Linked DNA regions of Mus musculus: region 1 is linked to region 2. A link is a contact called in public Hi-C data. All regions are on one chromosome and are shown on one strand. Each heading gives the region's core, a stretch centred on a gene start, on an enhancer-like site or on the middle of the called end of the contact. The rest is flanking DNA. Distances are from core to core; before and after follow the strand shown.

What was found. Hi-C and Micro-C count contacts between places; a contact is called where the count stands out from the background.
Region 1: a contact with region 2 is called in a Hi-C map of cerebral cortex, with 5 times the contacts expected there. The contact joins two enhancer-like sites. A contact is called at or near these places in 10 of 39 promoter capture datasets (the 3T3-L1 cell line, the C10 cell line, the HPC-7 cell line and 6 more), 23 of 484 Hi-C or Micro-C datasets (3T3-L1-derived adipocytes, the AtT-20 cell line, the C2C12 cell line and 16 more), 10 of 115 datasets of contacts at active chromatin or transcription factors (T-cell acute lymphoblastic leukemia, astrocytes, craniofacial prominence and 6 more) and 1 of 9 other capture datasets (adipose tissue).

Annotation. Positions count from the first base shown.
Region 1 is chr4:123,667,750-123,673,487 of GRCm38.p6, reverse strand. The region is part of intron 1 of Macf1 (microtubule-actin crosslinking factor 1); the gene reads left to right. It overlaps Gm12925 (predicted gene 12925), which reads right to left. Exons shown (of 4, transcript NR_136925.1): 3 at 4,773-4,864; 4 at 2,278-2,569. Among named protein-coding and RNA genes, the nearest start is that of Gm12925, 4.7 kb to the right of the region's middle. Within about 2 kb of position 2,672, at least 42 of the 459 cell types and tissues checked have an H3K27ac peak or open chromatin away from gene starts, as enhancers often do. A contact at or near this core is called in cerebral cortex, where this site is marked.
Region 2 is chr4:123,391,898-123,397,565 of GRCm38.p6, reverse strand. Macf1 (microtubule-actin crosslinking factor 1) reads left to right here. Exons shown (of 98, transcript NM_001199136.1): 62 at 1,569-1,653; 63 at 2,319-2,560; 64 at 3,290-3,496. Among named protein-coding and RNA genes, the nearest start is that of D830031N03Rik, 17 kb to the left of the region's middle. Within about 2 kb of position 2,490, at least 8 of the 459 cell types and tissues checked have an H3K27ac peak or open chromatin away from gene starts, as enhancers often do. A contact at or near this core is called in cerebral cortex, where this site is marked.

The sequences.
Region 1 (5,738 bases), core at 1,423-3,922, 280 kb before region 2:
CAGGGTTTCATTATGGAGCTCTGGCTGTCCAAGACTCACTATGTAGACAGGCTGGCCTTGAACCCAGAGATCCCTCTTCCTCTGCCTCCTGTAGTGATGGAAAATGAGCACAGGCCTTTATGCATGCCAGGGAAGCAGTCTATGAAATGAGCTGTATGCCAGCCCTTGCCCCACTTCTCAACCGTCACACTGCACCACTGCCCTTCTCTAGTTTTTAATCTGTTTATCTACTCCAGAGTCAACTTCTGAAGAAGAGAGCCCCTGTCCTAGTACCCCTGCCCAGGGGCCTCGGGAGGTACTGAGTCCCAGGGACACTATGTCCCCTGCTTGGGATTCTTCCAGACAAGACTCATGTTCTTCTCCAAGGATGTACAGAGTGAGGCTTCGGCACATTTGTTCTATAACCAGGAGCTGTTTTTTGGCAGAGGCATCTGTTGTACCTGAAACACTTCAGACCCATGGACCCTGGCTTTAATCAGAACTCTGCCAGGGTAATGGAGGGGAGCATCCCAAAATGGAGTTTTGAAAATTCAAAAAGTTGGAAGTTGAGCTGAGTGTTTTGGCGCATGACTGTAATCCCAGAACTCAGGAGGCAGAGGTAGGTGGATCTCTGTGAATTCAAGGTTAACCTGGTCTATAGAGCAAATTCTAGGCTAGGTAGAGCTATACAGTGAGAAGGAAAGAAAGAAAGAAAGAAAGAAAGAAAGAAAGAAAGAAAGAAAGAAAGAAAGAAAGAAAGAAAGAAAGGAAGGAAGGAAGGAAGGAAGGAAGGAAAGAGAGAGGGGGTAGGGGTAGGGGGAGAGGGAGAAGAAACAATGAAAGCCAGGCATGGTGGCGAATGCCTTTAATCCCAGCACTCCGGAGGCAGAGGCAGGCGGATTTCTGAGTTCGAGGCCAGCCTGGTCTACAAAGTGAGTTCCAGGATAGCCAGGGCTACACAGAGAAACTCTGTCTTGAAAAACCATAAAAAAAAAAAAAAAAAAAAAGAAACAATGACTCCAGGAGTGGTGAGGAATTCCGTAATCCAGGCACCTAGAAGACACAGGACAGTCAGGACTATGTAGAGAAACTTCTTCTCAAAAAGTGAAACAAAAATAAGAAGTTGAAACTAGGGGCTGGGGGGCTGGTAAGATGGCTCAGTGATTAAAAGCACTTCCAAAGGTCATGAGTTCAAATCTCAGCAACCACATGGTGGCTCACAACCATCCGTAACGAAATCTGATGCCATCATCTGGAGTGTCTGAAGACAGTTACAGTCTACTTACATAAAATAAATAAATGAATAAATAAATAAATATTAAAAAAAGAAAGAAAGAAAGAAAGAAAGAAAGAAAGAAAGAAAGAAAGAAAGAAGCTAGGGGCGGGAGATACAGCTCAGTGATTAAGAGCACTGACTGCTCTTCCAGAGGTCCTGAATTCAATTCCCAGCAACCATATGGTGGCTCACAACCATCTGTAATGAGATCTGACGCCCTCTTCTGGTGTGTCTGAGGACAGCTACAGTGTACTTACATATAATAAATAAATAAATAAATCTTTAAAAAAAAAAAAAAAAGAAACGTTGAGACTAAATCTTAGTCTTCCATCTGTGAGGGAAGGAATTCTGCCAGGTCAGAAGAGCCTGAATCTCAGGCTTGCTCAGATGCCTGGGGAAGTATTCCACACTGCCGTTCTCACCTAAAAACAGAGGCCACTACAGTGTAGGACCCGTGGAGGCCCTGGGGATTAATGGTAGGTTCTGTCCTTCACAGGCTCCTGTGGTGGAGCAGTGTGGGAAGGGAGGGAGGGAAGTTTTATAGATGAGTTGCTGTGCCTTTGAGTTTCAGGAACCTCCCAGTTTCCTGTATAGTGAATGCAGCCTGCCTGCAGCCTCGCCTGTAAGAACCTCAGGTGCCCACAAGAATGAGACCCTCTCTTGCGGAAGGGAGATGTGGTGTGAATGAGGCTCAAATCTTTGTTGTTTGTTTGTTTGTTTCAAGACAGGGTTTCACTGTGTAGCCCTGGCTGCCCTTGAACTTGCTCTGTAGACCAGGCTAGCCTCAAACACACAGAGATTCACCTGCCTCTGCCTTCCTAGTGCTGGGACTAAAGGCATGCGTCACCACTGCCCAATGAGGTTTGATTCTTTCAAGAGGAAAAAGAATACAGCTTTATCCACACTGTTGGGAGAGATGGTGGAGGGCCGGGGCCCTCTGTAACTACTGATCCGTTCTGAATGCCAGCTATATGCCTTGTGTGGTGCATGCTGTTGTGAACCACAATGGTCAAACTGAGTTTAAGAAGCTGATGTTCTATAGTAAACAGACAGACACCTGGAGAGTTCAGGACCTCGCCTGAGGTCTCTCAGCCAGCAAGGGGCCAAACTGGGAAGGATTCTAGCTCTGCCTAAGGCAACTACTGCCTTTACAGTGCTTAGTAAGATAATGACCAGAAACATGTGTGTAGCACTTCATGGTTCACGAGTGTCTTCACATCCTTTCTATGCACTCTGTGAAGACAGGCCTGGGTGGCTGAGGCATTCCACACTTCTTTGGGACAGCTTCTTGTTGAGGGTCCTTCCTCTTGTTCTCTGGAGGGAGGATGGGAGATGGCAGTGACTCTGAGAAGTCAGAGAAGGCCTAGGGAGAGGCTAAGAAGGTGAGACTTGGCCAGTTGCTATGGTTACCCAGCCATCTGGGTAACCATTTTGAGGGTTGCTATGGTGATGGGCTGCTGGGTGGCAGGGAACCTTCTTCCTGGGTGGCTGGCACCATCCAGGCTTTTGAGATGAGGGATATTGCACTTTTATAGCAGAAGAGGATAGCACAAGAGGCAGGCAAAGTCTAGCTGCCCTGAGGAGACTAAGGGACTTAGGGTAAAACTTAGGTTTCCAAGGCAGAAAGCAACTTTGTCTAGGACTGGCCAAAGGGGGAGGGACTGACCTAGAGGTGGGACTCCTAAGACTGAGACTAGAACCTGGCCGTTTGCTTCCAACCAAATGATCAATCTGAGCAGTCCCTGCTGCTCCTGCTACCAATTTCTACAGGGGAATGTAAAAGACACACCATGTAAGACACAGCAGATAGTGCCATAAAGAGGAATAGAGTACACACACACACACACACACACACACACTCACACACATCACACCTTACTAGCAGATGTATTTATAGAGCATCAGTTCACACACAGAAAATAGAGCTGCTTAAGCCAAGTTGATGAAGTGTTGGAAGGAAGTCTCCTAGAGGTTGAGGAGGGGACGGGGACAGGATTTCGCACTTCCCTCTTTCTGAATATGAAGTAGCTCCAGTTCTTGACCACTGAGTAAATACTGTCTGCTTGTTTGTTTGCTTGCTTGGTTTGTTTTGTTTTGTGAGATGGCGTCTAACTATGTAACTCTGGCTGTCTTGGAACTATGTAGACCAGGCTGGCACACTGAGAGTGCCTCAGGAGTGCTGGTATTAAAGGCATGTACCATGACACCCAGCTCCTGAACTAACAAGGTTCTCCATGTAACAGCCTTGGCTGTCCTGGAACTCGATTTGTATACCAGGCTGGTTTCAAACTTACGGAGACCCACGTGCCTCTGGATTACACGCTGGGCTTACAGGCCTGCTTGACTCCCACTCAGCTAAAAGGTGGGGTTGTTAAAAAGAGCTGCCTGGGCCAGTTAAAACCGGCTTCATGCGCTGCCAGGAGTTTCCCTCTAGGCTTTCAGGAGTTGGAGATGCAGGGAGTGGATTTTTTAGGCAAAGGATTAGAGTTTGGTTCTGGGGAAAATGCTGCCCACAAAGTATGAGGCCATGAGAAATAAATATACTATTTGTGTGAGTGTGTGTGTCTGCTTGAGCTGGGACTGAATGAAGCTCTCTGCATGCTAAGGACGTACTCTACCACTGAGCTACAACCCAGCCCAAAGTTTTTAAATACTGTAGCCTAGTCAAAAGCCACAGACAGCTCAGTATTTTAAGATCGTCTGTCTCATTCACTCATTTATTTTGTAGTCGATCAAAATTTTAAACATTCAAGAGTGTCCTAAATATACAGTGTTGTTTGCCATATGCTGAGGACCTCAGGCACCCTCACATACAAAAGCCCCAGGGCTTACCGAGCTAATGCTATAGGAAGGCTGAAAGACAAGCTGGTCAGAGCTAGAGAGATGGATCAGTGGCTAAGAGCACTGGCTGCTTTTGCAGAGGACCCAATTCAATTCCCAGCATGCACGTGGTGTCTCACAATCATCTGCATTGCCAGTTTCAGGGGATTCAAAGCTCTCTTCGGATTTCTGTAGGCACTATTTTGTACACATACATCCATGCAGACAAAACATTCCTGCATATAAAATTAAAACAAAAAAAACTACTTAAAAAAAAAAAAAAGGCAAGCTGGCAGTGCATGCCTGTAACTGAGGCTGAGGCAAAAGGACCTCAGGGTCAAGAGCAGCTTTTGGAAACTTTCAAAGGAAGAAGTGAGAAAGACCCTGCCTCAAAGAAACAAGAATAAGGGTTGATGAAGAGAACCAGTGCTCACACCTTGTCACCTCCTCTCCGTGCCTATGCCTTGGCATTCATACACATCAAAATGCATGAAAAAGAAATAAAAATGTAATATGGAAGAAAGAAAAGAGGCAGTGTGGTGGCACAGGCTTGTAGTCTCAGGCACCCAGGAGGCTCGTAAATGAATTATCCTTAAGCAGAGAGGCTAACAGGGGAATTGCAAGTTCAAAGCTGGCCTGGGCAATTTAGAGAGATACTGTCCCACAATAAAAGGCGGCTGGGTATGGTGTTGAATACCTTTAATACCAGTATCCAGGAGTCAGAGGCAGGTGATCTCTGTTAGTTCCAGGCCAGCCTGGTCTACATTGAGAGTTCCAGGGAAGCCACTGCTGCAAAACAAACAAACAAACACATTTTAAAAAAGAAAAAAAAAAAAGCCGGGTGTGGTGGCGCACGCCTTTAATCCCAGCACTCGGGAGGCAGAGGCAGGTGGATCTCTGAGTTGGAGGCCAGCCTGGTCTACAAAGTGAGTTCCAGGACAGCCAGAGCTATACAGAGAAACCCTGTCTCGAAAAACCAAACCAAACCAAACCAAACCAAAACCAAAACCAAAAACAAAAACAAAAACAAAAAAATGAAAAAAGAAGGGGATACAGAGATGGCTTAGCGATTAAGAGCACTGACTACTCTTCCAGAGGTCCTGAGTTCAATTCCCAGCAACCACATGGTGTCTTACAACCATCTGTAATGGGGTCTGATGCCCTCTTCTGGTGTGTCAGAAGACAGCTACAGTGTACTCATATACATTAAACAAACAAACAAATAAATACATAAACCACCACAAAACAAAAGACAGGAGAGAGGCTCCCAGCACACAAGAGGGGCTCCCGGCAACTGCCTGTAATTCTATCTCCAGGGAATCCGGCACCCTCTTATAGCCTCTGCAGGCACACACACACACACACACACACACACACACACACACACACACACACACCCTTAAACGTATATAAAAGAGGGCTGCAGATAGTGCTCAGTTACAGAGTGCTTACTGCTGAACACAGTGACTTGAGGAAGGCTTTAGAATTTCCGAGAGTAGAAGTGAGTCGTGCTAAAGGAGAGAAACAATGGAGGGCACAGTCTTGGAGGAAACCAGGTAGGAAGGCTCTGAGATAAGAGAGTATATTTGAGGATTGAAAGATGTGTTGAGGCTTTTGGGGGAAGGGCAATTGACAAGATGAAGATTCTTTCCTTGCATTACCC
Region 2 (5,668 bases), core at 1,241-3,740:
CAGCTTGTGTGTTACTTCTCATATTGTTTTTGCTGTGCAGCAGGTGAATTTTTATTTTAATTTGTTCTGTTATTTGTTATTCATTGTTTCATGTTTGTTTTTCATTTACTTTTTTGTTACTCATTTTTTCCATCTGGATTTCCAGGCTCTAGAGGAAGAAATAGAAAACCATGCAACAGATGTGCACCAGGCAGTTAAAATTGGGCAGTCCCTCTCCTCCCTGACATGTCCGGCAGAGCAGGGCATCATGTCAGAAAAGCTAGACTCATTGCAGGCCCGATACAGTGAAATTCAAGACCGGTGCTGTCGGAAAGCATCCCTGCTCGAGCAGGCCCTGTTCAATGCTAGGCTGTTCGGGGAGGATGAGGTGGAGGTGCTCAACTGGCTGGCTGAGGTTGAGGACAAGCTCAGTACAGTGTTCGTAAAGGATTACAGACAGGATGTCCTGCAGAAACAGCATGCCGACCACCTGGTATTTGTGTTTTCATTCTTATGTTACTGAATTATTTTGTCATTCTGATATGTGTTCCTTTTCATTTCTTTTTCTTTTAATTTCTTTTTTCCCCTTCATTCCAAACACTTCAGCTTTATTGTGTGCATAGAATATTTATACATATACATAGTTGAGTTGTTGCCAAGTACTAGTCCTTTTTGGATAGGTCCATGAATAAATACTCGTATTTAACAAGTGAACTAATGATTCTACATTATACAGGTAAGAGGCAGGTCCATCTCAGTTGCACATTGGGTAGGTACATCAATGGATCAGTAGGTTTTCATTTGAGTAGATGAGAGCATTCTGTAACGAAACCACATATATCTGAATGGTGTCCATAATCTCATCGTGTACTTGTAACTTAATATTTGTGAAATCCAAGACATTCTGTATTGTCTTATACAATATGTCTGTTTTGATTTTTTTTAAAGATTTACTTATTTATTTATTATATGTAAGTACATACACTGTAGCTGTCTTCAGACTCTCCAGAAGAAGTTTCAGATGGTTGTGAGCCACCATGTGGTTGCTGGGATCTGAACGCAGGACCTTCAGAAGAGCAGTTGGCGCTCTTAACCACTGAGCCATCTCTCCAGCCCTTGATCTTTTTTCAATTATGTGTCTGTGTGTATATGTGCATGTCAGATCTGTGTGGACGTGGAGGCTAGCTGCCTCGTGGTGGTGGAAATCAAACTCAGATTCTCTGGAAGAGCAGTCCCTGTTCTTCACTCCAGCCATGTTTTAGTTTGCTTCATGAAGTCTATTTTAGACACAACGCGCATTTTTGATGTATTTCCTTTCTAAACTTCTTGTGTTGGAGTTTGATATCGGTTGATTGGTAAAGCCGATTTCACCCTAAATCTTTTCCATCCAGCATGAAAGAGAGCTTGCCTATAGAGCATTTCTTAGTTGTCTTTAGCAGAGTAACCACAGAGATACAGAAAGGAATCAACTATCTGACTTTAAACTGAGCTGCTAATGGATCTCTTTAGGTGTTGTCCTTTTAAAGCGCTCAGAGTGCTTCCCTTTCTTATGCCATAGATTTGAAATTAATGCTCTTCTTTCCTTTCAGGCTTTAAATGAAGAGATTATTAATAGAAAGAAGAATGTAGATCAAGCAATAAAAAATGGTCAGGCTCTTCTAAAACAAACTACAGGTACTTTGAAAAGTATACTTCTTAGCATCTCCTTAAGATTGTTTTATGTTTTGAGTGGTTTGCCTGTATGCACATATGTGTACCACATCTGTACGCAGTGCCCTCAGGGGCCAGAAGAGGGCATTGTCCCCTGGAAGTGGATTTACAGGTTGATATGAATCACCATATGCTTTTTGGAACCAAATCCAGGTCCTCTAAGCCATCTTGTCAGCCTTAAAGACCATAAGCACCCAGCACTGACCAGTCCTCCTGGCCTGTGGGAGCTTGACATGCGCTGATTGTATTGCTGTATGTGTTCCACAGAAACAGGTCACATGTTCATTTTCTGCTAAACCTTTTGAAAACTACTTAGTTGTCTTCTATCTGATTATAGATGGCACTTCCTCCTACCTCCTAATATATTGAATATCAGCATTGTCTGTAAAGTTTCAGAAACATCTAGAAACCCCTGCAATTGGATTTCAAGCTTGATCTCACAAATAGTTTATGTGATTAAGGGTTCATTTCCATTTCCAGTTTCCCCTCAGTTTGGGATATTGGGTGAAGTCAGGACATAGCAAGAGTCTATGAAATTTAAGCTCTCATTTAAAGACAGTATTAAAAGGCTCCTTTCCTCTCCGTGCTGAGAGCTCCTTGGTGTGAACAGTGGCTGCTGTTCTTCACAGGCGAGGAGGTACTGCTTATCCAGGAGAAGCTGGATGGGATAAAGACCCGCTATGCGGACATCACTCTCACTAGCTCCAAGGCCCTCAGAACTTTAGAACAAGCCCGGCAGCTGGCCACCAAGTTCCACTCTACATATGAGGAACTAACTGGGTGGCTGAGGGAGGCGGAGGAGGAGCTGGCAGCCAGTGGAGGACAGTCTCCCACAGGGGAGCAAATACCCCAGTTTCAGCAAAGACAGAAGGTAAGCCATCATTTTATACTGCAGCAGGCAAAGAAGTTTCATCTTTGTCTGTATCATATTTCCTTACCTTTACCTTAGAACTAAACCAAATGAACTCCTGCTTTCTCTCTTGTGTACTCATGACAACAAGATTTTACATAAAGATAAGGCTGTTGTCTGAAGAAGAAAGAAGTCAATTTCTAGGTTCTAAGTTTGCTTGCTGTGTCACCTATAATTCACCTCCACCATTCATTCTCTAAAGGGGGCACTGTTTGGAGACCAGAAGACAAGTGAAAAGGAGGCGAGGGAGATGGATGCGGGCACTAGAAGAAAAAGAACAAGAACAAAGCAAGGGAAGGAATTAAATGGGGGAGGTGCTTCGTAGTTAGTTCTAATTCTGCTGCAGTATCAAAAGCAGTTCTTGATGCACAGAAATCTTTGTGGGTATTTGTTATGTTAAATGCCCCTAGTTAGAGCATTAAGGAATAGAAAGAAAGAAACACTGTTTTTACACAGACAGTGTGACTCAAATCTTGCAGACAGTTGTAAATAAGCAGCAGCTAAGCTGAAAGTCAGGCAGGTTTCAAAATGATTGAAAATGTGAGGCAGAGAAAAAAAGAGCTGAAGGAAGGAGGTCAGTGCCCTGCTGGGATGTGTGCTGGAGATAGGCTTCCCCCAACCCCCCAGCACACACTGCTGCTGATGGGCTTAATTTAGCAAGGTGTGGCCTGAAAACCTTTCCCTCCTTAGGAACTGAAGAAGGAGGTCATGGAACACAGGCTGGTGTTGGACACAGTGAATGAGGTGAGCCATGCTCTCCTAGAGCTGGTGCCTTGGAGAGCCAGAGAAGGACTGGATAAACTTGTGTCTGATGCCAACGAGCAGTACAAACTGATCAGTGACACTGTTGGACAAAGGGTAGATGAAATTGATGCTGCTATTCAGAGATCACAACAGGTAATGTTTATAATGCTATGTGCTAGTGTTTTAGGTCATGGGATGTATATGTGGTGTCCAGTGCTATAACCTACATAAGTACAGGCTCAAGAAGAATAATGAGATCAAAATAAATAGAACAAACATACTTTAATAATGGTAAACACAGCCAGGCATGGTGGCGCACGCCTTTAATCCCAGCACTCAGGAGGCAGAGGCAGGCGGATTTCTGAGTTCCAGGCCAGCCTGGTCTACAGAGTGAGTTCCAGGACAGCCAGGGCTACACAGAGAAACCCTGTCTCGGAAAACCAAATAAATAAATAAATAAATAAATAAATAAATAAATAAGGTAAACACTTGGAAGAGTTTTGATCCAGATTAGGACCAAAATACTCAACCACTTGGTACAGAGAAAAAACTTGCAAGAAGAGCCCTATGTTAAAGCTATTTTTTAAATTTATTTGTTTTTGGGTTTTTGTTCATTTGTTTTACTTTTATATGTGTGGGTGTTGTGTTTGTATATATCTGTGCATCATGTTTATACCTAATACTAAAGAAACCAGAAGAGGGCCAACACATGGGTTCTGTAAACCAAACCCAGGTCCTTTGAAAGAGCTCTTAACCTCTTTGTACTATCTCTCTAGCCCTGTCTTGCCACCTTCCTTATATAGGATCTCACTGTGTAGCTCCATCTTAGCCTTAAATTGACAGAACTCTACCTGCCTCTGCCTGCTGAAAGTTGGAGTTTGCAGCACCACTATTTTAGCGTTAGATGGAAAAGGGGAAGATACCAAGAACTATAATTACTTTCAAATATGTAAACCAAAATAGCACAGCCAGCCAAAAGGGACTCTTAGTAAACACAGGTGTCATGTTTCCCTTTTTCCTTCCGCTTTGGTGGTTGGGGAGAGGCGGGGCACATCTTCATCATCTTCCTAAGACATCACTGTCACACAGCTGGTCATGCACTTAATACTATGCCATAACATCTCTCTCTCTCTCTCTCTCTCTCTCTCTCTCTCTCTCTCTCTCTCTCTCTCTCACACACACACACACACACACACACACACACACACACACACATATATGACTGGATGACCCCTTGGGTTCACAGTGATAAACAGATGTTTTCTGAACTATGAAGACTTTTTTGATTCCAGCTACATTCCCAATTTGTCTTTAGGTTTTTCCTAATCACCACCAGTTACCTTCAGTTACACTGTATTATGCTTGGAAAACTGATTCCTCACACGTGCCCTACACACATATGCTTTGAGACAGTATGATGTGGTCTAGTCAGTCCCCTAACACACATTCCCTGAACTCCTAATTCTTCTGCTTCCACATCCCATGTGCTAGCATATAGGCCTTCTCTGCCATGCCCAGTTCATTACTTTTCTCTTTAAATATAGGCTTAGCACCTTCTATTCCAAAAATGTGAAGTATTCCAAAATTTAGAAGATGTTATACCAGTAATGTCTATATAAATATTCAGAACACTTCTGTTCCTAAGCATTTCAGATAAAGGGAAGTCTTAGCTAGGGTTTTATTGCTGTGAAGAAATACTATGACCAGGGAAGGCAACCCTTGGAAAGGAAACCATTCCCCCCCCCCCCTATTTATTTAATGTATGTGAGTGCTCTAGCTGCATATGCACCTGCAGGCCAGAAGAGGGCACCAGATCCTAGGATAGATGGTTGTGAGCCACCATGTGGTTGCTGGGGATTGAACCTCTGAAAGAGAAACAATGTTCTTAACTGCTGAGCCATCTCTCCAGCCCCCAAAGGAAAACATTTCATTAATGCTGGCTTACAATTGCAGAAGTTTAATCCATTATCATCATGATGGGAAGCATGGTAGAATACATACAGTCACGGTGCTAGAGAAGGAGCTGAGAGTTCTGTGTCTTGATCCGCAGGCTACAGAAGGGGACTGTATCACACTGGCCAGACTAGACTTAAGTATATATGAAACCTCAAAGCCTGCCTTCACAGTGACACACTTCCTCCAACAAGGCCACATCTCCTTACAGTGACACTCTCTGAGCCAAGCTTTCAAACACATGAGTTTGTGGGGGTGCCAAAACTCTTCAGACCACTACAGTAACAGTGGTTAAAATTGAAGAGAAGCTTATAAAGATTAGAGAACTCTAATGATCAGCAGTTATACAAAGAATGTTCTTGGATTTTGTGA